Regions from separate parts of the Mus musculus genome. Here all the other regions are linked to region 6. The links are chromatin contacts, called in public HiChIP or PLAC-seq, capture Hi-C and promoter capture Hi-C maps. All regions are on one chromosome and are shown on one strand. The core of a region is the stretch at or near the end of the contact, and the rest is flanking DNA. Distances in the headings are between cores, read along the strand shown. Region 1 overlaps Tmem131 (transmembrane protein 131). Region 2 overlaps Tmem131 (transmembrane protein 131). Region 3 overlaps Tmem131 (transmembrane protein 131). Region 4 holds the start of Cracdl (capping protein inhibiting regulator of actin like). Region 5 overlaps Tmem131 (transmembrane protein 131). Region 6 holds the start of Inpp4a (inositol polyphosphate-4-phosphatase, type I). Region 7 overlaps Tmem131 (transmembrane protein 131).

The links. Promoter capture Hi-C pulls out the DNA fragments that hold promoters and counts their contacts. HiChIP or PLAC-seq counts read pairs in DNA pulled down with a chosen protein or histone mark. Capture Hi-C pulls out chosen DNA fragments and counts their contacts.
Region 1: a contact with region 6 is called in a promoter capture Hi-C map of liver, with 3 times the contacts expected there. The contact joins the enhancer-like site here to the promoter of Inpp4a in region 6. A contact is called at or near these places in 4 of 39 promoter capture datasets (cranial neural crest, embryonic stem cells, liver and 1 more) and 5 of 115 datasets of contacts at active chromatin or transcription factors (bone marrow-derived macrophages, lineage negative bone marrow cells, pancreatic cancer cells and 1 more).
Region 2: a contact with region 6 is called in a promoter capture Hi-C map of stem cell-derived epiblast-like cells, with 2.6 times the contacts expected there. The contact joins the enhancer-like site here to the promoter of Inpp4a in region 6. A contact is called at or near these places in 7 of 39 promoter capture datasets (the 3T3-L1 cell line, cranial neural crest, frontonasal cranial neural crest and 3 more) and 7 of 115 datasets of contacts at active chromatin or transcription factors (astrocytes, bone marrow-derived macrophages, embryonic forebrain and 2 more).
Region 3: a promoter capture Hi-C map of embryonic stem cells shows a contact between it and region 6, with 3 times the contacts expected there. The contact joins the enhancer-like site here to the promoter of Inpp4a in region 6. A contact is called at or near these places in 9 of 39 promoter capture datasets (the 3T3-L1 cell line, the HPC-7 cell line, HPC-7-derived erythroid cells and 5 more), 3 of 115 datasets of contacts at active chromatin or transcription factors (forebrain, memory CD8 T cells and stem cell-derived neural progenitor cells) and 2 of 9 other capture datasets (adipose tissue and liver).
Region 4: a capture Hi-C map of embryonic stem cells shows a contact between it and region 6, with 4 times the contacts expected there. The contact joins the promoter of Cracdl here to the promoter of Inpp4a in region 6. A contact is called at or near these places in 13 of 39 promoter capture datasets (the 3T3-L1 cell line, the C10 cell line, the HPC-7 cell line and 8 more), 1 of 484 Hi-C or Micro-C datasets (embryonic stem cells), 1 of 115 datasets of contacts at active chromatin or transcription factors (pancreatic cancer cells) and 1 of 9 other capture datasets (embryonic stem cells).
Region 5: a contact with region 6 is called in an H3K4me3 HiChIP or PLAC-seq map of bone marrow-derived macrophages, with 3 times the contacts expected there. The contact joins the enhancer-like site here to the promoter of Inpp4a in region 6. A contact is called at or near these places in 7 of 39 promoter capture datasets (the 3T3-L1 cell line, 3T3-L1-derived adipocytes, HPC-7-derived erythroid cells and 4 more) and 5 of 115 datasets of contacts at active chromatin or transcription factors (astrocytes, bone marrow-derived macrophages, fibro-adipogenic progenitors and 2 more).
Region 7: a contact with region 6 is called in a promoter capture Hi-C map of the HPC-7 cell line, with 2.2 times the contacts expected there. The contact joins the enhancer-like site here to the promoter of Inpp4a in region 6. A contact is called at or near these places in 8 of 39 promoter capture datasets (the 3T3-L1 cell line, the HPC-7 cell line, frontonasal cranial neural crest and 5 more), 2 of 115 datasets of contacts at active chromatin or transcription factors (bone marrow-derived macrophages and embryonic stem cells) and 1 of 9 other capture datasets (liver).

What each region holds. Positions count from the first base shown.
Region 1 is chr1:36,860,657-36,863,356 of GRCm38.p6, reverse strand. The region is part of intron 4 of Tmem131 (transmembrane protein 131); the gene reads left to right. Among named protein-coding and RNA genes, the nearest start is that of Tmem131, 78 kb to the left of the region's middle. Within about 2 kb of position 1,331, at least 51 of the 459 cell types and tissues checked have an H3K27ac peak or open chromatin away from gene starts, as enhancers often do. A contact at or near this core is called in liver and stem cell-derived neural progenitor cells, where this site is marked.
Region 2 is chr1:36,843,775-36,846,513 of GRCm38.p6, reverse strand. All of the region lies in intron 5 of Tmem131 (transmembrane protein 131), which reads left to right. Among named protein-coding and RNA genes, the nearest start is that of Zap70, 83 kb to the right of the region's middle. Within about 2 kb of position 1,318, at least 14 of the 459 cell types and tissues checked have an H3K27ac peak or open chromatin away from gene starts, as enhancers often do. A contact at or near this core is called in stem cell-derived epiblast-like cells, where this site is marked.
Region 3 is chr1:36,813,370-36,816,069 of GRCm38.p6, reverse strand. It overlaps Tmem131 (transmembrane protein 131), which reads left to right. Exons shown (of 41, transcript NM_018872.2): 24 at 74-183; 25 at 549-615. Among named protein-coding and RNA genes, the nearest start is that of Zap70, 53 kb to the right of the region's middle. Within about 2 kb of position 1,424, at least 37 of the 459 cell types and tissues checked have an H3K27ac peak or open chromatin away from gene starts, as enhancers often do. A contact at or near this core is called in the HPC-7 cell line, embryonic stem cells and forebrain, where this site is marked.
Region 4 is chr1:37,718,390-37,721,089 of GRCm38.p6, reverse strand. It overlaps Cracdl (capping protein inhibiting regulator of actin like), which reads left to right and starts at 1,279. Exons shown (of 10, transcript NM_028096.1): 1 at 1,279-1,520.
Region 5 is chr1:36,882,486-36,885,197 of GRCm38.p6, reverse strand. The region is part of intron 2 of Tmem131 (transmembrane protein 131); the gene reads left to right. Among named protein-coding and RNA genes, the nearest start is that of Tmem131, 56 kb to the left of the region's middle. Within about 2 kb of position 1,272, at least 45 of the 459 cell types and tissues checked have an H3K27ac peak or open chromatin away from gene starts, as enhancers often do. A contact at or near this core is called in bone marrow-derived macrophages and hematopoietic stem and progenitor cells, where this site is marked.
Region 6 is chr1:37,298,390-37,301,089 of GRCm38.p6, reverse strand. It overlaps Inpp4a (inositol polyphosphate-4-phosphatase, type I), which reads right to left and starts at 1,252. Exons shown (of 26, transcript NM_030266.4): 1 at 972-1,252.
Region 7 is chr1:36,913,391-36,916,117 of GRCm38.p6, reverse strand. The region is part of intron 1 of Tmem131 (transmembrane protein 131); the gene reads left to right. Among named protein-coding and RNA genes, the nearest start is that of Tmem131, 25 kb to the left of the region's middle. Within about 2 kb of position 1,432, at least 59 of the 459 cell types and tissues checked have an H3K27ac peak or open chromatin away from gene starts, as enhancers often do. A contact at or near this core is called in the HPC-7 cell line and bone marrow-derived macrophages, where this site is marked.

The DNA.
Region 1 (2,700 bases), core at 82-2,581, 440 kb after region 6:
ATTTCCATATATTTAGAGAATAAGAAAATTGGCAGTTAGTGTAGATGGCCTATAGTACTTCTGCTTCAATCAGTGTTGTAATTGTTTGATTGTAAATGAGAGAACACTGACTGAAACTCCTTAAGGCAAAAAAATAAGACTGATTCAGCCACCATAACAGACAGGTAGGCCCACATTACCTAAGGCTGCCAGGACTCCTGTGTCCTCACCTTGCTCACTCTCAGTACCAATGCTATTTCCCTACAGCCCTGCTGACTGTTTCCACTCTACCTTCTGTAGCCTTCTTTCTCTCTAATCTAAAACATCTTAGCAGAGAGCAATGGTCACCCCAGGTGGATTCATTGTCCAATTCCTGAAGCAGCTGTGTTAAGAAGACGTATATATCAGTGGATGTAATGCTATTCCTAGTTTGTCAGAGTTTCATCAAGAGAGAAATCATAGCCGGGCATGGTGGCGCACGCCTTTAATCCCGGCACTCAGGAGGCAGAGGCAGGTGAATTTCTGAGTTCCAGGCCAGTCTGATCTACAAAGTGAGTTCCAGGACAGTCAGGGCTATACAGAGAAACCCTGTCTTGGAAAAGAGAGAGAGAGAGAGAGAGAGAGAGAGAGAGAGAGAGAGAGAGAGAGAGAGAGAGAGAGAGAGAGAGAAATATATCATACAGTGGGCAGCGGATCCTATTGAAGACCATCTTAGTCCCTTGGCTTCTCATATGCCTGATGACCAGTCAGTAGAGGTCAGCCCTGTGCTCAAAACAACCTTCACAGCTTGCCATGCACAGGTAGACATGGCCTTCCCACTGTTTCCATGGTATCTTCCCAGCTACACAGAAGTGGGATGGATCACCACCTAAAACTGAGTTTAAATATCCAGACTGATGCTGCCACACACAGACATACCCCAGAGGGTATACATTGTCCATCATATAGGTAGTTGATCCATTTAGGATGGGGTTCCTATCCTGACTTCCTTTGATAATGTGGAAGCATAAGCTGAATAAACTCCTTCCTCCCCAAGTTGCTTTTATGGTGTTTCATCACAGCAATAGAAACCTAAACTAAGATATGTACTCCTAAGTAACATAGCCTCCCTTTTTCTTTATTTTGGGTGTTTTTAAATTGACTTTCTGGAATTGGATTTGAAGCTGGAACTTTGCAAACATTCAGCTTACTCTCCACCTTGGACCAGCCTGGAATCCCTTAAATGTGCTTAGAACATTTCCATTCTATTCCCAGCTGTCCTCTAATGACTGGCTGGCCAGGGCTGTGCCTGCCTCTGCTCCCAGAGTTATAGAGAGGCTGGGCCTGCATAGCCAAAGCCCAGAATGGGATCCAGGGCCAGAGTACAATGTCTAGTGACTTCATATGACCTCGCATCACTGTAAAGCTTAAAAAGGAAATGTCATTCTGGCCAGCACAAGTTACAACATCTGTCTACACTAACACAACACAATGAAGTTCTCTGAGAAACCACAGCAGGCCTTCAGCAAGGCTGAGAGCGCAAACAAAGGAAACCAGCTCAGCTTTTACTGGGTTCCCAGTGAGGCTGGTAGAGGCAGAAGTGGTGGCAGCAGTTTGGAATCTTGGTTGTCATAGCCACGAGGAAGCAGAGGGCCTTTCTGTCCCCTGCTCAGATGTACTGGGAAGGGAATGTTGTGGGATGGAGTGTCAGCATGGCTTGAGAATGCTAGCAGTGTGGGCTGTCCTGAGGCACACCTTGCTGCTCTCTAGGAAACCTGGTACTGACTGTCCTCACCTCTGTGGTCACCTCTATTAATAATGGGCTAACACTCATTTCAGAGCACAGATGTAAAATTAGCATTCTGAAGAAATGGGCTGTTTTTTAAAAAAGACTTTTGTGTGTGTCTTTGCCTGTATATATATTTATACCACATGTATGACTGGTACTTGAAGAAGTCAGAAGAAGGCATTGGATCCCCGGAGCCACAGCCAACTATGAGCTACTATGAACCCAAGTCCCCTGCAAAAGCAACAAGTATTCTTAACCAGGCCCCCCAAATAGGTTTTTCTTGGCTTTCTTTTTAAATTAACTTTGTCTTTAATGTTTAATTTCTACTTCACCCTCTCTCCCTGGTATCTTCCCAGCTACACAGAGGTGGGATGGATCACCCTGCCCAGTTTCCAAATGACACTCTGCCATGATTTGGGTACTCACAACCTCCCTTTCTTCCCTCTCCCAAATTATTTATGCCAGTGTCCCTAAGTGTTTTCTGTTTCCATAGCAACATCTTTCTCTCAGGCATTTATTGCAAGCAGTAAACGATGTTTGGGGTAAAAACTGGTTCACTGCATTCTTTGGTTCATATAATTATTAGGTGCAGAAAAATTGGCTTCAGATCTTCAGTTTAAAATCAGTGCATGAAAGCTTTTTCACCCTAATTGCTTTCTGGTTCCAAGAAAATCAAGGAGGCTTCCTTTTTCTAAGAGTTGTTTGGTTGCCTTGTAGCTTCCCACTTCTAATTCTTACTTCCATGCATAGTTTTATAGCATGTGTTTGTGAGAACTGTAGGATGTTGTGGTGATGGAGTTTTACAAAGTGCTGGTGTTGATTTGGCCCGGCTTCCTGCCTGAGGCTGCACAGCAGAATGCTGTATTTCATTCAGCAGGTTTGTCTAGGGGCATTTGGGAAACTATGCCTGCAGCTGTTTCCTGCGGTTGCAGGAAACAGTGATAGAGGAAGTT
Region 2 (2,739 bases), core at 69-2,568, 450 kb after region 6:
GCTTTGAAGTTAAAAATTATTTTGAGTGGGGCTAGATAGACAGCTCAGTGGTTTAGAGTGCTTGTTGCTCTTGCAGAGGACCTAGGTTCTGTTCCCAGCACCCACATGGCCGCTCACAACCACCTGCAGCTTCACTTCCAAAGGCTCTGGCACCATCTTCTGACCTCATCAGGCACCGGACAGACATGCAGGCAAAACACTCACACACAAAAATAAGTCTTACTTTTTAAAATTACTTAGGGTTAGGATGAAAATAACAAATGGATGGGGTAAAAGAAGAAGCAGGGAAGGGAGAACTAGAAGCAAAGTTAGGAAACAAAGAGAGAAAGAAGAGAAGCATGTTATGAAGAAGATGAGAAAAGAGCAAGAAGTTAGACTAAATAAAGGAAACAATGGTCTGCCGATGAAGACCCAAGTTCAAGTCCCCAGCACCCAACTAAAAGCTGGACACATAGTGTAGTCTAACTCTAGCACTCCTACAGGGACATGGGGACAGGCATAGAAGAGTCCCTGCAAGCTCCTAGGCCAGCCAGCCTGCTGTATGCATTGGGAAATCAGCAGAGACCCCGACTTAAGGTGCCTGTGTGTTATCCTGACATCCATACACACCATGGGACACATACTAGATGTTTACACACACAAGTGCATATATGAGCACACACTTCAGAACCAAGCACATTTACACACACACAAGTGCATAAATGTGCACACACATCATAACCAAGCCTAGATAAATATAAGGAGAATAACAAACATTAAAATGTAAAAGCTTTTTAAAGAATGAATTAAGTCGAAAATACAGATGACTGAAAACCCAACAAACCAGAGCAAGCACAGAAAAGAGAAAGAAAAATATAAACAAAATTAGCTAAAGGTAGGAAGGGGAACAAAAACGAAAGCCTAAAAGCTATTTATAGATGAGAGAAAATACTCCTAATGGTATAGAAAAGGAAAGTGGATAGCCAGTAGGGCACTGCTAATTCGTCAGAGTGCTTTTCCTCTGGGTCTTTGAAACCTGGAAGTGGCAGGTATGTGCAGGTCAGTTGAACTTGAGGACTCGTGTCTTCTCCTGTGTCTTACGCTGGTCCTTAGCCTGTATTGCTCAAGTGTCCACTGTCTCCAGGGCTGTCTCAGTCTAGTACCTTCTCTTCTTTGCATCCCAGGGGCCTTGGCTTTTCAGTCTCCCATTCTCCTGCGCCCCGCCCCCACACCGGGTTCTTACTGAAATGGTCTCTGGGATGGAGCCGGGTGGGGGAGGGTGTCTCCTGAGTGCAGAGACAGTAGGGAAAGCAGTGGCAGTACTTTGTTCTCACCTCATTCATTGCCCTGCTGGAGGAGCACAGCTGGGAATGTTGGGGAGTGTCCTGGAGCTCAGAGTTCTTGGACTCTATAGCGTCAGGTGGCTCTAGAGGTCTGTCCACCCACACTTGTTTGTCTCCAGAGGCTGGTGAGCTCCCCTCTTCCCTGCCCTCAGAAGTTGCCTCTTCAGATAGCTGCTAGGCACAGGAGAACTTGGGACTGCAGACCCATTCTCTTAGAAAAGGCACTGTGTCAGGGAGACCCATCAATAATAGATCTGAGCCTTGTGAAAGCTGTGGCCTTGTTCTGTGGGTAGGACTGGCTACCCACCAAGGCTCCTTGTTTACCTTTCAGATGAGACTTCTGCCCCCCTCCCCCATAGGACAGCTACGGCTTGGTTAACTATGGTTGCATCTCTTCCCTGGCAACTCTTGAGTTTCTCTGCATTTTGAGCTGTCTTGTCCTCTCCATCTGTATTTATAACACAAACCCAACTTTGCCAGATCCACCTCACCTCCCTACCCATCTAACTTGGCTTGTTTGTTTGTTCAGTTTGTTTTCTAACTCTTCAAATCCAGGTTATATTGCCCAACTAATCTTAGGAGTGAGGAGTTCCTTAAAGAGTGGTTGACCTGCCAGGGGTCACACTGGTAAAGAAAACTGACTCTTCCTTTCCCAGTGGCTATAAATCTCGAAGAGCTTCTGAGCTCAGAATCGGGATTTGTGCTCATCTCCTCTTCCAGTCCGCTCCTTTCTCCTCTGTTCTCCCTCTCCTCAACTCTCATCTCCAGTTTGTCTGCCTCAGGCTTCATAGGTGCTGCGTTTGCTGTTAAAATCACTGAGTTCATATTTGTAACTGCCCTAGGGTATCCAGAAAACTGGTCTCCTTGAAGTTATCTATCCCTGCTATCTCTTAAAGTCTTTCCCTCCCCTCTTTGCTGAAGATCCATGAGCCTCGGGATTTGGATGACCCCTTTAGGACTGAGTGTTAACTGTCTGCAGGTTGACCAGGTTAGGGTCTCTTTGTTAATTGATGTCTACTGCAGGGAGTCACTTTGAGGAGGGGTGAGAGATGCACTGGCCTGTTAGCGTGATAATGAGTCATCGAAACTTAATGTCAGTGCTGGGTCCACTTAGCAGAATAGTAGTAGGTGCTCACCAAAGCTATCCAGTTACAGGTTGTCGGCCCTATTAGCAGTGCTAGGTATGGGTTCCATCTCATAGAGCAGACCTTAGATTCAAGCATAAAGTAGTTGGATAATCCCATAATGCATGCCCCTGGTATACCAGTGAGCAAGCATATCTTGTCAAATCTGTCATTATCGTAGTTCACAGGGTTCACAGCTGGATGACATTAATGGTTACTTTTCTTCTCTGGTAGCATCCATAGTACCTTCCAACATTGTGAAAGCTAGCCAGTAGGGAGACAGCTTTCAGGGG
Region 3 (2,700 bases), core at 175-2,674, 490 kb after region 6:
CGCGTGGTTAGAGAGCCGACGCTGTAATTCCTCTGTAGGGATCTCCACTAATGCATCTGGGCTTTGCTTTAAGGAAGAAGAGATTAGCTTAGAAAACCCTGCAGACGTCCCTGTCTACGTCCAGTTCATCCCACTGGCTTTGTATTCCAACCCCTCCGTCTTTGCAGATAAGTTAGTCTCAAGGTAAGCACTCCTTAGCTGGTCAAAGGGTAAACGCAGAGTCTGGCTTTATGGCTGAAGTTGCCAGCAGTTTCCTGGGAGTGGGTTGGTATTGAATTGAACATGAAGAAAAGCTTTCAACAGGTGTAAATGGGGCGCTCACATTTAACAGATTTGTAAAGGGACAACAGACAAAATAATTCCACTAATTCCTTTTTAAAAGTGAACAAGGTATTAATTATAAGTTAGCCTTTAGTATTAATATGGTATAATGCTACTGGTCCCAAGACCTGACAAAAGATAAATTTGCAAATAAAACCTCAAGTTTGGCTATCCTCCATAGTTCCTAGTTGTGATGTTTATGAAGATAAACGTGTTTTTTATTTTAGGTTTAACTTGAGTAAGGTGGCCAAGCTAGATTTGAGAACACTTGAATTCCAAGTCTACAGGAACAGCGTAAGTACAACAATCATTTACTCTGCTAGGACCAGGGCCAATGGGAAGGACACCTGCGGGCTGCCCTTAGCCTGGCTGAAGGCAGCTATTGCAGTCCAGGAATTGACTTAGAGGCAGAGGAGAGCAGGAAGAGTCAGGGCTGCAGATACACAGGGTATGTTAGACGGTTCCTCTTTGTGGGTATTAACCTTAGAGTCAGCAGTCAGCCCACGATAGCTCAGCATAATGCCACCCAGAAAGTCTGAGGCTGTACATGAAATATGCTAATGCAACATTTTATTTTTAAGCGTTAAAAGATTCAACTGAGCTGGGCGTGGTGGCACACGCCTTTAATCCCAGCACTTGGGAGGCAGAGGCAGAGGCAGGTGGATTTCTGAGTTCGAGGCCAGCCTGGTTTACAAAGTGAGTTCCAGGACAGCCAGGGCTACACAGAGAAACCCTGTCTCGAAAAACCAACCACCCCCCCTCCAAAAAAAAGATGCTTCCTGATAAAATTGTAAAACCTGTGAATGTGAGACCAATACCTGGCACAGCTCTGTGTGTGTGTTTATCTCGATAGATAATGTTGACTTTAAAGTGTATAATAAGTTGATTTGTTCTGGGGGTGAAAGTGGCCTCTATTATTCAGGTAAGTGTCTGCTAGCCACTCATATTGTATCAGGCCTTGATGTGGAGGGTGCATGTCAGCTAGGAAGGTTTCACAGGGGCCAAAGCCCTGCAGGCTGCCTGGGGTCTTGTGCTTCATTGCCTTTCTGCCTTATTCAGATGAGAGTGTTTGTCCTTCCTGTTTGGACCACATAGTGCTATGTAGGAAGTCTCCCCAGCCTCGTCCAGCCAGCTGCTTTGTAGTTCTTCATCTCTGCCACAGCTGCAGTCAGAGCCTAGAACTCAGACAGCAGTTTAGACACTCCCGATTCCCTGTATCATTCTCTTAGGATCTCGCCTTGCTCCTCCCATCCATAAATGCCATTGTAGCAAGCACTGGAAGTCATTGAGAATGCCCAGTTACTAGAACTTGGTTTCTTCTGCCTTGATAGGGAAAATACAGAAGTCAATGAGCTGATGATCTCATGCAGTCGCATTTGCAAGACATAGGACCCTGACCTAGACTCTAAAGGACAGATGGATGAGGAAAACCTCTGGACCTCAGGAGGTTTCCACAGAAGAAATTCTCAGTGTGAAACTCTAATTGCTGAGAGTCCTTTAAACATGCTTCCTTTTCTGTCCTATCCAGTTCTATCCAGTTCTATCCAGTTCTAGAGAGTCATGAATTCATGTTGAAATTGAATAAATTTTGTTTGCTACTGTTCAAAGACATTTTCTTTTCATTATAAATGCAGACTGGGGAGCAAACAGTGGCTACAAGGGAGGTTTAGCACCGTGTCTCGGTTCACACCTAACAGCTGTGATCGGTAGTACAAACAGCATCCTAAGAAAAGCAGATGTGTCTGTCTGTATTACTACAGAGGGGTTTCTGAGGTTACCCACGGGTCCCCTGCTCAGTCTGTCTGACCCTTAAGAGCTTACCACGGCACAAGTATGGAGCCCGTTAGTGCTGTGTCGGGGCACCATACTATCCCAACGTGCTTTTCAGACCATCAGAGGTTAAATGAGTTAGTATTTTGGAATACATACAGTCTTTCATTGTGCTCATAAGTGGGGCCAGCATGATGACAAACAGACTTAATCCCAGCACTCAGGAGGCAGAGGCAGATGGATTTCAGTGAGTGTGGTGCCTGCCAAAGCTACATACATAGTGAGAGAGAAAGGGAGTGGAGGCGATTGCCAAGAATAGCTTATCAGAAGGAGCTTTCTCAGCGGGCGTTTCAGAACAGTCAGAGTATTCTGTTATCCTGGTAGACTGTTGATAAAGAACAGTGCTATCTGTAAAGGGAGACCTTTTACTTCATAAGCGGGACTTACGTAGTGCACGTCATCAGTCCACGTGGTGTGGTATGTTTGTCAGTTCCCACTAACACAGCAGAACCCAGCCATGCCAAGAGAAGTAGAGAATGGCACACAACTCACCCTTCCCCAGAATATTTAGTCTTCTTTAAAAAAACACAAGAGTGTGTCTTTGTGTTG
Region 4 (2,700 bases), core at 30-2,529, 420 kb before region 6:
CCGTGCAGAATACGTGTTGATCTGAACAGCAAGCAACAGCAGGCTTAGGGTGGGTGGGTGAAGGCACAGGCTTGCTTGTAGTTGTTCAGTTTAGTTTGAGGATTTCAAACAAGGCAAACACACACCTAAGCAATTCATTTGCTCCTCTGTGAGTCACCTGCTCACTGTGAGTGGTTGTCAATTAGGAGACTGATTCATGATTTGTTTATGTTCTTTGAGGGAATTAATTTCATTTAACCATCAAAGGAGACTTTTAAGTGACTAGCTTGAACCAAAGGGATCGATTACACCCAAAAGTTAAAAAGGCAACTAACTTCCTTTCATGTACCCAACCAAATGAGATCTCTCGCCAGGTTCTTTCCTATTTTGTTTGGGATTTTGGTCTAATTTTAAAGTCCGCTTTTCAAGATAGAGGTGCAAGTGTGTGCTTCTTGGGTTTCTCTGCGTCCCTGGTCCCAAGATATCAGCCCCAAGGCTCAACGGTGGAGTATGGATTCCTCTAGATCTGACAGTGGCACTCTTAACATCGCTGCGGAAGTCAGAACTCAGGAACCACTCCACCCCAGTGCCACTGTCTGATGGGAGAATTCTCTTTTCTACCTGGGGCTCCTGCTACTGCAGCCTGGGCGTCCTGCTGGGGCTCAGCTGACATTCCTTGTACTTCACCCCTTGACCATGGCAGTGTCAGCAGGCCAAAAGAGGGCTCTCTCTGTAGGTAGCTTAGCTGAGGAGCCGGGGGGGGGGGGGGGGGGGGGGGGGCAGCCCGCTCCTTCCCCAAATGGGCCAGCTCCTCTGTTAGATGTAGGGGTGGGGACCGAAGCTGAGACGTCTCCTTCAGCTTTTTATCCCACACTTGCCAGTGCCACAGCAATGATTCACCTAGAGACGGGGCGGCAGCTTCCCTCATTAGCCCTCAGACGCTCGGACCCACAAGGTTATGAAACAACTTTTACTTTTTATCCGTATGCGCACGTTCCTCCCTGCCACCCGGGCGCCCACTCTCCGAGGCTCGGGTGACAGGGAGGTGGCGCGCAGGAGCCGCGATCGTGAGCGTCCTCGTCCTGGCGGTGGTCCCCCAGCCCTCGGACCTCGCGCAGGCAGGAGCCAGCCAAGCTCCCAGCTCTGCAGCGCCGCCACGTGGGGTGGCCAGGGTCCCGCGTGCCCGGCGGGAGCGGCGCGGGGGAGGCGCGCGGGCCTGGGCGGCGCGGAGCAGAGCTGAGCAGAGCGGAACAGCCGCGTCCGCCCCCGCCGGGCCGCGCGCAGCCGAGTCGGGAGCCGGGAGCGCGCGCCCAGCGCAGGGCCAGCGCGGCCGCCCGAGGGTCGCGCCCGCGTCCGCGTCCATCCCCCGGCCGCAGACCCCGCGCTACCCGCGCCCTACCGCCACCTGCTGCGCGGCGCCGCCGGCCCTCGACGCTGCGGCCGGGGGTCAGGGTGCACCCCGGCAGAGCAGCCCCCGCTTGTCCCCGCGGACTGAGCCCTTCCCGGCACGCTCGCCAAACACGGCCACGCTCCAGTGCCAGGTACCTGGGACAGTCTGAAATGGCGTGGCCACGCAGCATGCGTGGGGCGCAGACCCAGGGAGGTTGGAGGGAGCTGGGTTGGGGGTGAGAGTCTGACGCGTTCCCGAAGTCGCGTCCTGTCGTGGAGCTGGGGAGGTAGTGGCGAGAAGAGCTCAGGTAGCCCAGGGCCCTTTGGACGTGAAGGGTACCCACGCCACCCCTGTGGGGGCCACGTCCACGACACTATGGTCGGTGGGGCCGAGAGAAGCCAGACGCGCAAGTGCCCAAAGTTTTCCTCTGAGCGCTTTGCTGGACTTAACTTTGAAATGTGAGGCAGAGCTGAGCAGTTTAACCAGTTTTAACACTAAGAAAACGGGGGGGGGGGGGGGGGGGACAGGGCTTGCTGCCCGCGTTTCAGTTCTTAGTACCAGAGCATAATCGCGTCTGTCTCCCAGGGCCACGGAGAGGGAGACGGTGGACACACAGGCTGTCTTCCTTATGCTTCGGGTCATGGTTTATTTAACAGGCTTGGGGCTTAGGTTACAAGCCACCAGAGGGGAGTCTGAGTTTAATCTTAGACATAATCAGAATTTGAATCAACAAATATTTGCTGAGCAGTCATTTACTAACCGGCAGGACTTCGTTTTCAGTATGAGGTAGGTAGGTGTACAACTGCTGAGAGGCGGGGTAGTTACTCAAATGAGCAAGCGTTTGTTTTGTTTTGTTTTTGTTTGTTTTGTTTGTTTGTTTTTGTTTTTGAAATGCAAGGGGAAAGGAAGGCCGAGGTGTGACTGGACTTGTGGCCTGCAGGTGGCCAGTTGGCATTGTGTCAGAAATGAACCAGAAAATCCAAGTGGGAAGACAGGCACCTGTGTTGTTTGTCGCTCTCTTGGGAGCCCTCGCACCTTCCAGAACTATTTTAAAGTAAGCCCCTCCTTTGGTGGAGGCTGGGACTTCCTTCCATTTACCTAAATACATAGCAACCACGAAATAGAATCTCAGCCCTGATACTCATTGGGAGCTGGGTCATGCCAGACGTGCACCTGAGATGAATGAGGATCAGGGATCACCTGAGAGCTAGCTCTTTGAGATTATAAAATGATGGAGACGAAGTTCAGTGCGGGTGGCTGAAGATGTCTGCCCCCCACCCCACCCCCGCGTTGAGCTGCGCTGCGTTCCACTCTGAATTCTAGGGTTGTGC
Region 5 (2,712 bases), core at 23-2,522, 420 kb after region 6:
GGCACCCAGGCATGGTGCACATGTAACCTGAGCCCTGGGGTAGGGGAAACAAACCCTTGGAGCTCACTAGCCAGCTAGTCTTGGCAAATTTGCAAGCCCCAGATTCAGTGAGAAGAGACCCTTGTCTGAAGAGATAACATGCAGAATAATAGAGAAAAACATTATGTGCCTGTGTGCACACAAATAAAAATGAAAACTATAATTAGTAACATCATAAAGTTCAGGAAAATTTACATCTTGAGCCAAGTAGTTCATTGTTTGGGGAGTCAGGGAAACTGTCCTGTGCACTTTAGAATGGTCATTCGTGTCTTTGTTTTCTTGATGGTAATGGCATCTGCTTTGTAACAATTCAAACATCTCTTAAGGTCTGGGGAAGTAGTTTAGTGATGGTGATGGCCTAGCATGTGCAGGGCTGAACTCAGGCCCTAGACCTTTACGCTCAGCCCACAGGGATCCCTGTGACCTTGCTGAGGAAGTTGAGCTATTGTGAGCTGCATTTATGATGAGAACTGACACATTACATAAGTGCTCCTGCAGAGGCCAGTGTGGTGGATTGAAATAGTCTGCTTTCCTCCTGTGAATCCTATTGAGAGGTGGGGAACCGTCTAAAAAGTTGTGTTCAAATTGGTCTGGAATTGGCAGCCCAGTGGTGAGCACTGCATGCATGTGGTGTGAATTGCAGGGTGGGAAGGAGTCTGATGGCCTCTTCTGGAGTGGCAGGACAGAAGGATAATCTGGGTTCATTTGGGCATTACCATGTTTCTCTGATTCTGAGAACTTTCTTTGAACCACTAGTGGTAGTCATTTGTGATAGATGGTTTACATGATATAGATAGTTTCTAGGACCCAGAATTCTGCTAAGCTCTGTCGTGGAATGTGATGGGCCAAATGTCCCTTCAATCAGCTGGTAAAATTGATTTCTCTGTAGAGATGTCCTCTTTAAGGAAGTAATCTCTTTTCAGACAGTTGTGGCCCATTTACTTTTTCCCTCACGCGTGTGTAGGTGCACCACTTGCATGCTTCATGCTGTGCAGGTCAAAAGCAGGCATCAGATCCTCCCCACACTGGACTTAGGGATGGTTGTGAACCATCCTCAGCAGGAACAAGTGCTCTTGACCTCTGAGCTATTTTCTCCAGCCTCTGCTTTCCTGGAGTGAATTTCCTGTTCTTGTTCTTTGTTTACATTTCAGTCCCCACCCCCTTTCTTCTCACTGCTTTGTGAGAGAAACTTTCCCATTATGAAACCCCTCCTGGTACAGTTACTCAGGGCAGGGCATTTGCTTGCTCTGTTACATGGTTTTGCGGCTTGTCTTGTGTCTGTTCCTCCTGACATGACTTGTTTGTGGTTAAGCTCTAGATTCTGACACTTTTAAAATAGATTTTGATTTGACCTTCAGTGTACTGAAGGCGAATTTGGTCTCTTCCACCTAATTTTTACACTTTCTGTTGTGCTGCCCTGTGTTTAGGCCCAATGTTAAGATACACGTAAAGACAAGTTTAAGATTTTATTTCTCAGATTACCTCAGAGCCAAAATAGCATCTCCTTTCAGTACTTGGGGCACAGTGTTTGCCTGCTGTGAGACTTTATTATAGCTAAATGATTGTTTTGTTGTGTCTGCCTTATACTTCAATAAGAATTTATTTGTTCTAATCTTATTTCTTATTGAATATCAGCTAATTTTTCATAAGATGTTGTCTTAGGGCTTCTGTTGCTGTGAAGAGACACCATGACCAGGGCAACTCTTATAAAGGGGAACATTTAACTGGCTGGCTTACAGGTTCAGAGGTTCGGTCCTTCACTATCACCATGCTGGGACATGGGCATATGCAGGCAGACATGGTGCTGGAGAAGGAGCTGAGACTTCTACATCTTGAACCTCAAGCAGCAGAAGGAGACTGTGTCCACACTGTCTGTAGCTTGGGCTTCTGAGACCTCAAAGCCCACCCTAACAGTGACACACTTCCTCCAATAAGACCACACCTACTCCAAATGTTCCACACCTCTTAATAGTGCCACTTCCCACAGCCAAGCATTCAAACTCATGAGGGGCTCTTCCTAGTCAAACTACCACAGAGGGTTTGCAGTTTATCATCCTGAATACTTTTGCTTTTGTCCTTGGGATCTTTTGCTACATTGTCTTTATGATGTTTTATTCCTCAAAAAGTACGCAGGGCAATAGATTTCTTGAGTTTTGCTTCTGTTTATACAGGAGCATAGCTCCTTATGCTCTGATGTTTTGATCACCCTTTATTCATCTATGAACAGCATACGGTGTAGATGTCTAAATTACACATTGAAAAGGCTGCATGCTGTTTTATACTGGGAGATCATAACTACAGTCCAGTAGTGAGCACACCCAGCTCCCTTAAGGGTTTCCTGTGCTCTTATTCTCCATCTCTAGGTGACCTCTGCTCAGCTTCCAGTCACTGGGTTCCAACATTCACCATCATAATTTTGAGATTTACTTATGATATCATATATATTAATAATTTGTCTTTTTTGCTGAGAAATAGTCTGTTATATTAGTATGTTACAGTTTATGTTCCCATTTACATGTTATAAGAACTTTGGGTTGTTCTAGTTAAAAAAAAAGGCTGTGTGAACATTCAAATACAAGTCACTATGTAGATAAATACTTTTATTTCTAGAAGTTCCATAGAGCTATTATATTTCCTTAGACATTTCTTTCCGAAATTAATTTGTGTACATTA
Region 6 (2,700 bases), core at 3-2,502:
TGACAAAACCTTCAGGATTCACACCCAGATCAACCAGCTGTGTGATGTCCCAGCCCTGTGATGTCCCCATTGTCCACACAACCCACCCGGGGAACAGGAGTGAACGAAGCAGAATATTACTGCAACACCCCAACTTCCGTACCACCCCACCCCCATCCCCTTGGCCCAGAGGCCCTAACTGGCAGGTGACAAATCACATTCTACTCTTAGGCAATCTCTCAACATCAAACACATTAAGAGGCAAAGATTTACAACGGCCAATACTTACTTCCTTCTTACCCAGAGAGACATTTTCATGAGCTGTCAAATCCAGGCAGGAGGAACCCACCATTATGTAATGTCAGAGGGCAGGAGAGAAGGGGCAAGAGAAACCAAGGCCCATCAACACTCCTTCCCTTCGCCCACAAAGATATATATTTGTGTCTGACATTTTGAGTGTTTCCGTGGCCTACACATTCATGACTGGCTTTGCAAAAGACGACCACGGATCCCTGCAAACCTCTCAGGCCTCAATTAGCTTATTAGGAAAGCCAGAAGAATATAAAATACATAAAGCAAAGGTGAGGGAGATCCTGTCCTGGCCGATGCGCGAACAGAAAATGCTCAAAGAGTTGCGAGGACGTAGAGTCCGTGTCTCCCACCAACATGTATGTTTATTTTTACCCGGTGTGTTGACACCCGAGATACCGCGAGGCCTTCAGCGTCGGATGCCTATGGGATACAGCAGAGATGCAGCCGGCGGGCGCGTTGTATAGCATCGCACGGCTCCCCGAGAAGCCCGCGGCAAGGGGACCGCAAGTCTAGGATCGCGCTCCAAAGACGCGGCCAGCGAACCGCTAGGCTGTACCACTGCCATGACAACCGCGGGCGCCACCGGGCCGGGTTCCCAGTGTCTCCAGCTCCCAGCCGCCCAGCCCACTCCGCTAAGCCCGGCACACCGGACCTGGCACGGCCCAGCTCGGCCCACCTACCTGGCGCGCCCCGGCCCGGACACTTGCTCAGCCTTGGCCTCTGTCCTCCAGGCCGCACACCCCGGCCTCGGCCCCGCTGGTTGCTGTCCGGTCCTGAAGACCGGCCGGGATTTGTTTCCTGGCCGCCTCACTCCGGCCGGTGGCGTCCACCCCAGACCCGAACCCGCCGTCCCCGCGCAGCCCGAATCCTGCCACCGCCTTCTCTCAGAACACAGCGCACAACCCCGCCCCGGTTCCGCCCCCTCACCGCGCATGCGCGCCCCACTCCCCGACCGCCGCCCTGCCCCCTCCCTCCCTGGCTCCGCCCCTAGGAAGCCGCACCTCCCAAAAGGTCACACCCTCTTATGTGACGTCACCCAGGAGTGGGAGTTTTTCCACCTTCACATGCCCTGAGGCTTCTGCCCAGAGAACAAGCGATTCTAGAAAAACGCTGGAGGTCGGAAGTGCAGGTGTAGCTGATCCATCACTCAGTGGGCGTGGCCACCAACAAACTGTAGTCTTTTGAACTTCCTTCCAGACCTAGTCTACCCAAAAGATAACGGACCTTAACACTTCCTCCTCAAAATTCTATTTTTCTATAGGGAAGAAGACCAATCAGGACTTTCGGAGATACATTTTTTTTTATTTTATTACTTATTTATTTCCACTGAGACAGGGGCTCCCTGCCTCTGATCGTTTTTAACTTTATTGTAACGTTAACATTTCTACCTGATGAGGGGAAACTTAAATGGACAAACAAAAACATTTTTCAGGTTTTTTTACACCTCATTTGTCTGGTTTTTTTTTTGCTTGTTCTGTTTCGTTTTGGGTTGTTTTTTTTTTTTTTTGAACAGGGTAATCCAGGTTGGTCACCCACTCACTAGCTGCCCTTCGTGTTATTCATGTTCCTGCCACTGCCTCCTAAAGGCTGAGAGTACAGGTATGCACCACCACACCCACTTTTATCTTCTAAAGAGTAACTTATTACCAAATGCTTATCTTTTATTAATCAGATGAAGGGGAGAAAATATTGATTGAACCTTAACCCTAAGGCCAAAAGCCAAAAAACTCAAACATGCTTAGAAAAATTAAAAATATTGTCCTTATTTCATCTTCTAAAATTCAAGTGACTGATATACCTGATTTTCTTACGGTAAAATTAATAGAAATCCCCCTTTCAATCTCAAAAGCATTCTCCTATGAGATAATAAATTTTATGGTCAGAGTCTTAATTTGCTTTCTCTCTTCCTGGGTTAAACCACTGGCCAAAAACGACTTGGAGAGGAAAAGGCTTATTTGGCTTACAGGCTACAAGTCCATGATCAGGCAGGAACTCAAGACAAAAACCTAGAGGCAGGAATGGAAGCAAAAGCCAGGAGCGAAAGTTACTTGTTGGTGTGCTCTCCATGGCCTGCTTAGCCTGCTATTTAGATAACTCAGGACCACCTGCCTGGGGTGGCACCACCCACATTAGGTCTTGCCCTTCCACATCAACCATTAAGAAAATGCCCCACAGGGTGCCTACATTGCAATTTGATCCAGGTATTTTCTCAACTGAGGTTCCCTCTTTTCAGATGATTCTAGCTTGTGTCCACCTAACAACAACAACAACAAAAAGCTAGCTTGCACAGCTGTGTTATTTATATTCAAGCTAAAGAGGGTTTTCAAATCAATAGCATCCTTCTTTAAATTTATGAGTTTAAAAATAAACATTAATCTCATTTCAACTCATTCAAGACAATTACGAATC
Region 7 (2,727 bases), core at 183-2,682, 390 kb after region 6:
AGGGCGGAGGTCCTGGGCAACTGCCATCGACTCCTAACTCATCTCAACTCAGAATCACACTTAGATCATGTATTCATAGCAGGCAGAGGACAGAAAATATGGCAGCTTTTTAGGTTAGCCTAGGCGAAGACTAGTTTATACACTGGAGAATTTCTTTCATACTGTTTAGAAGCAGTTTTAAATAATCTACGCTGTTTGGGAGGTTAGTGGAGTTGTGCCAGTCTTTCTGGTTTGTTGTTGTTGTTGTTGTTTTAATTAATTTATTTTTTAAGACAGGCTCTCACTGTCTTGACTGTCTTGGACTCACTATGTAGACCAGGCCTGCCTGGGCCTCCTGGGTGCTGGGATTAAGGTGTGTGTTATACAACGCCTGCCAGTTGTGCCAGTCTTGACCCAGCATTCCCATTGTCCACTACATGCTCAGCAGAGGGTTCCATGGCCATCCCTGACAGGAGTACTTGGTAGGTTGTAGCTCTCTCCTGTGTCCCAGCTCCCTCATGTATGTAGATGAGGACCCAGGTCTGGCCAAGAGCCAGTGTTTTCCCTAGTTTTCTTTGATAGGAGCTAATAGCAAAAGGTAAACTTACTATCAGTTAACCACCCCAAACCCAAAACTGAAAATTCAGAATGCTCCTAATTTTGAGGGCTTATATGCTGCCACAAGTGGAAAACTTTATACCCGATTTCATCTGAGAGGTCACAGGCAAACCTAGGTACATAGCTGGGGTGCGGCTCAGAGATGGAGCACGTGGCTCCCTCACTCATGTTAGAGCTTGTGCTCAGCGCTGTAAACCACAGGCACCGAATGCATGCCCACTCAGAATACTCTCTGAAATTTCCTTCAGGCCATGTGTATTCCTATATGTAAAATGTAATTTTTTTGTTTGTTTGTTTAGACTTGGGTCTCATCCCTAAAAGCATTCCAGAATCTGAAAAAAAAAAAATCTGAAATCTAAAACAGTCTTTCTGTTTGTAATTGTTTGCAGTATGTGACACTCAGTTTGTACTTGGTAGTTTATTCCTGACTTAGGAATTTCTACCCTTCTTCCCAGGGAATTAAGCTAGTGTATACTCTTTACCCAGCAGCACAGAGAGCACATAGTAGGTGCTGCTAGACATTTGTGTTCGTGTTAATTTCTTCTGGTTTGCTGTGAAGGTGGAGATAAGGAAAAGACTCTACAGTGGAATTGACTTAGAAGGACATGTGTCTGCTGTATATTAAAAAGCTTAGTGGATAAAAGTGGACCTATTCTTAGCTACATGGGATTCTTGTTTTCCTCAGTAACATTTATTCGACTATTTTAAGGAAATCATGGAAAATATTGACTTCCTTCCTAATGGTGTCCCCTGAGGCTTCCTGCACTGCCACTGAGCTTGCTCCACACGAGTGGTATGTGACTCTGGACCTAGCTTCAGAAATGGGAAATGACTTGAGCAACAATTGCAAGGAAGTAGAGGTCAGAGGTCAGCATTGAGAAAACTCAGCGGAAGAGTAGAATGTTGTAGCCGTTTCCCACATTCCTTAGCAGTGTTTTGGGCATTGAAGCTCTTTTAATTGAGAAAGGAAACGAGGTCTTTGATTGGCAGCTGGGTGATGGGGCTGTGCGGTGGAGGTGCAGGGAGGCTTCTGTCTACAGAGAAACTTCCAGGAATGAACACTGGATTTGCAAGTTTCTTAGAAGTAGATTGGACTATCAGAATGTTCCTATACGCAGGCTACTTTGAGCTTGTGGGGAGAGAAATGGATTTTGGGGAAACATTCTAATTTAAAAAAATGTTTTATTCTTTCAGATGTTACTTCAATCCTATGCAAATATTTTGAACTTTAAGAGTAATGTACCACATGTACTTGCATAGGTCTAGAACTTGTAAGAATGTGGTATAGCATTAGCATTACCTGGTATTCATTCATTCATTTATTTTTATGTATAGTCCCAGCTGGCCTTGGAATTTGTGATCCTCCTGCCTCAACCTCACAGGTTCTGGTGTTAGAGGCATGTACTACCAACCACTCCTAATTCGTTTTTCTGATTCCAAACTAATGTTCTAGTAAGTATAGTTTCATTGTGTTTCCTTTCCTTTCTTCCTTCCTCTTTTCTTTGTGTGTGTATGTGTGCGTGTGTGCGTGCGTGCTTGAGTGCGCATGTGTGTGTGTATTGGAGTCTGAACTCAGTCTCCATACATTTTACTCATGCTCTCCCACCATGCTTCCCTCCAACCCTTCAGTAATATAAAGCTGACTAGGTACTGGGATCTTAGGGTAGAAAAGCCGTTGAAATACATACAGCACATAAGAGATCGTGAACAGACCAAAAGTAAGGGGCAGCTGTGTTTGTCTTCAGAGTGTGAAGGCTGTGGCAGGGGTGTTAAGAGCTGCCCTCTGTGCTGGGCGGTAGTCGTATATGCCTTTAATCCCAGCACTCGGGAGGCAGAGGCAGGCAGATTTATGAGTTGGAGGCCAGTCTGGTCTACAGAGTGAGTTCCAGGACAGCCAGGGCTACACAGAGAAACCCTGTCTCAAAAAAAAAAAAAAAAAACAAAAACAAAACAAAAAAAGAGCTGCCTTCTGAGGGACCTTAGCACATCATTTTATGCATGAGACCTTCTTCTAGGGGAAAAATAGTATGTTGACTGAGTTTTATGGATTGCATCCCACCAAACTCCCTCCGCTTATTTGCTTCATAGGAATACTTATTGTGCAGTAAGCTTCACCAGTTTTAAGTATTC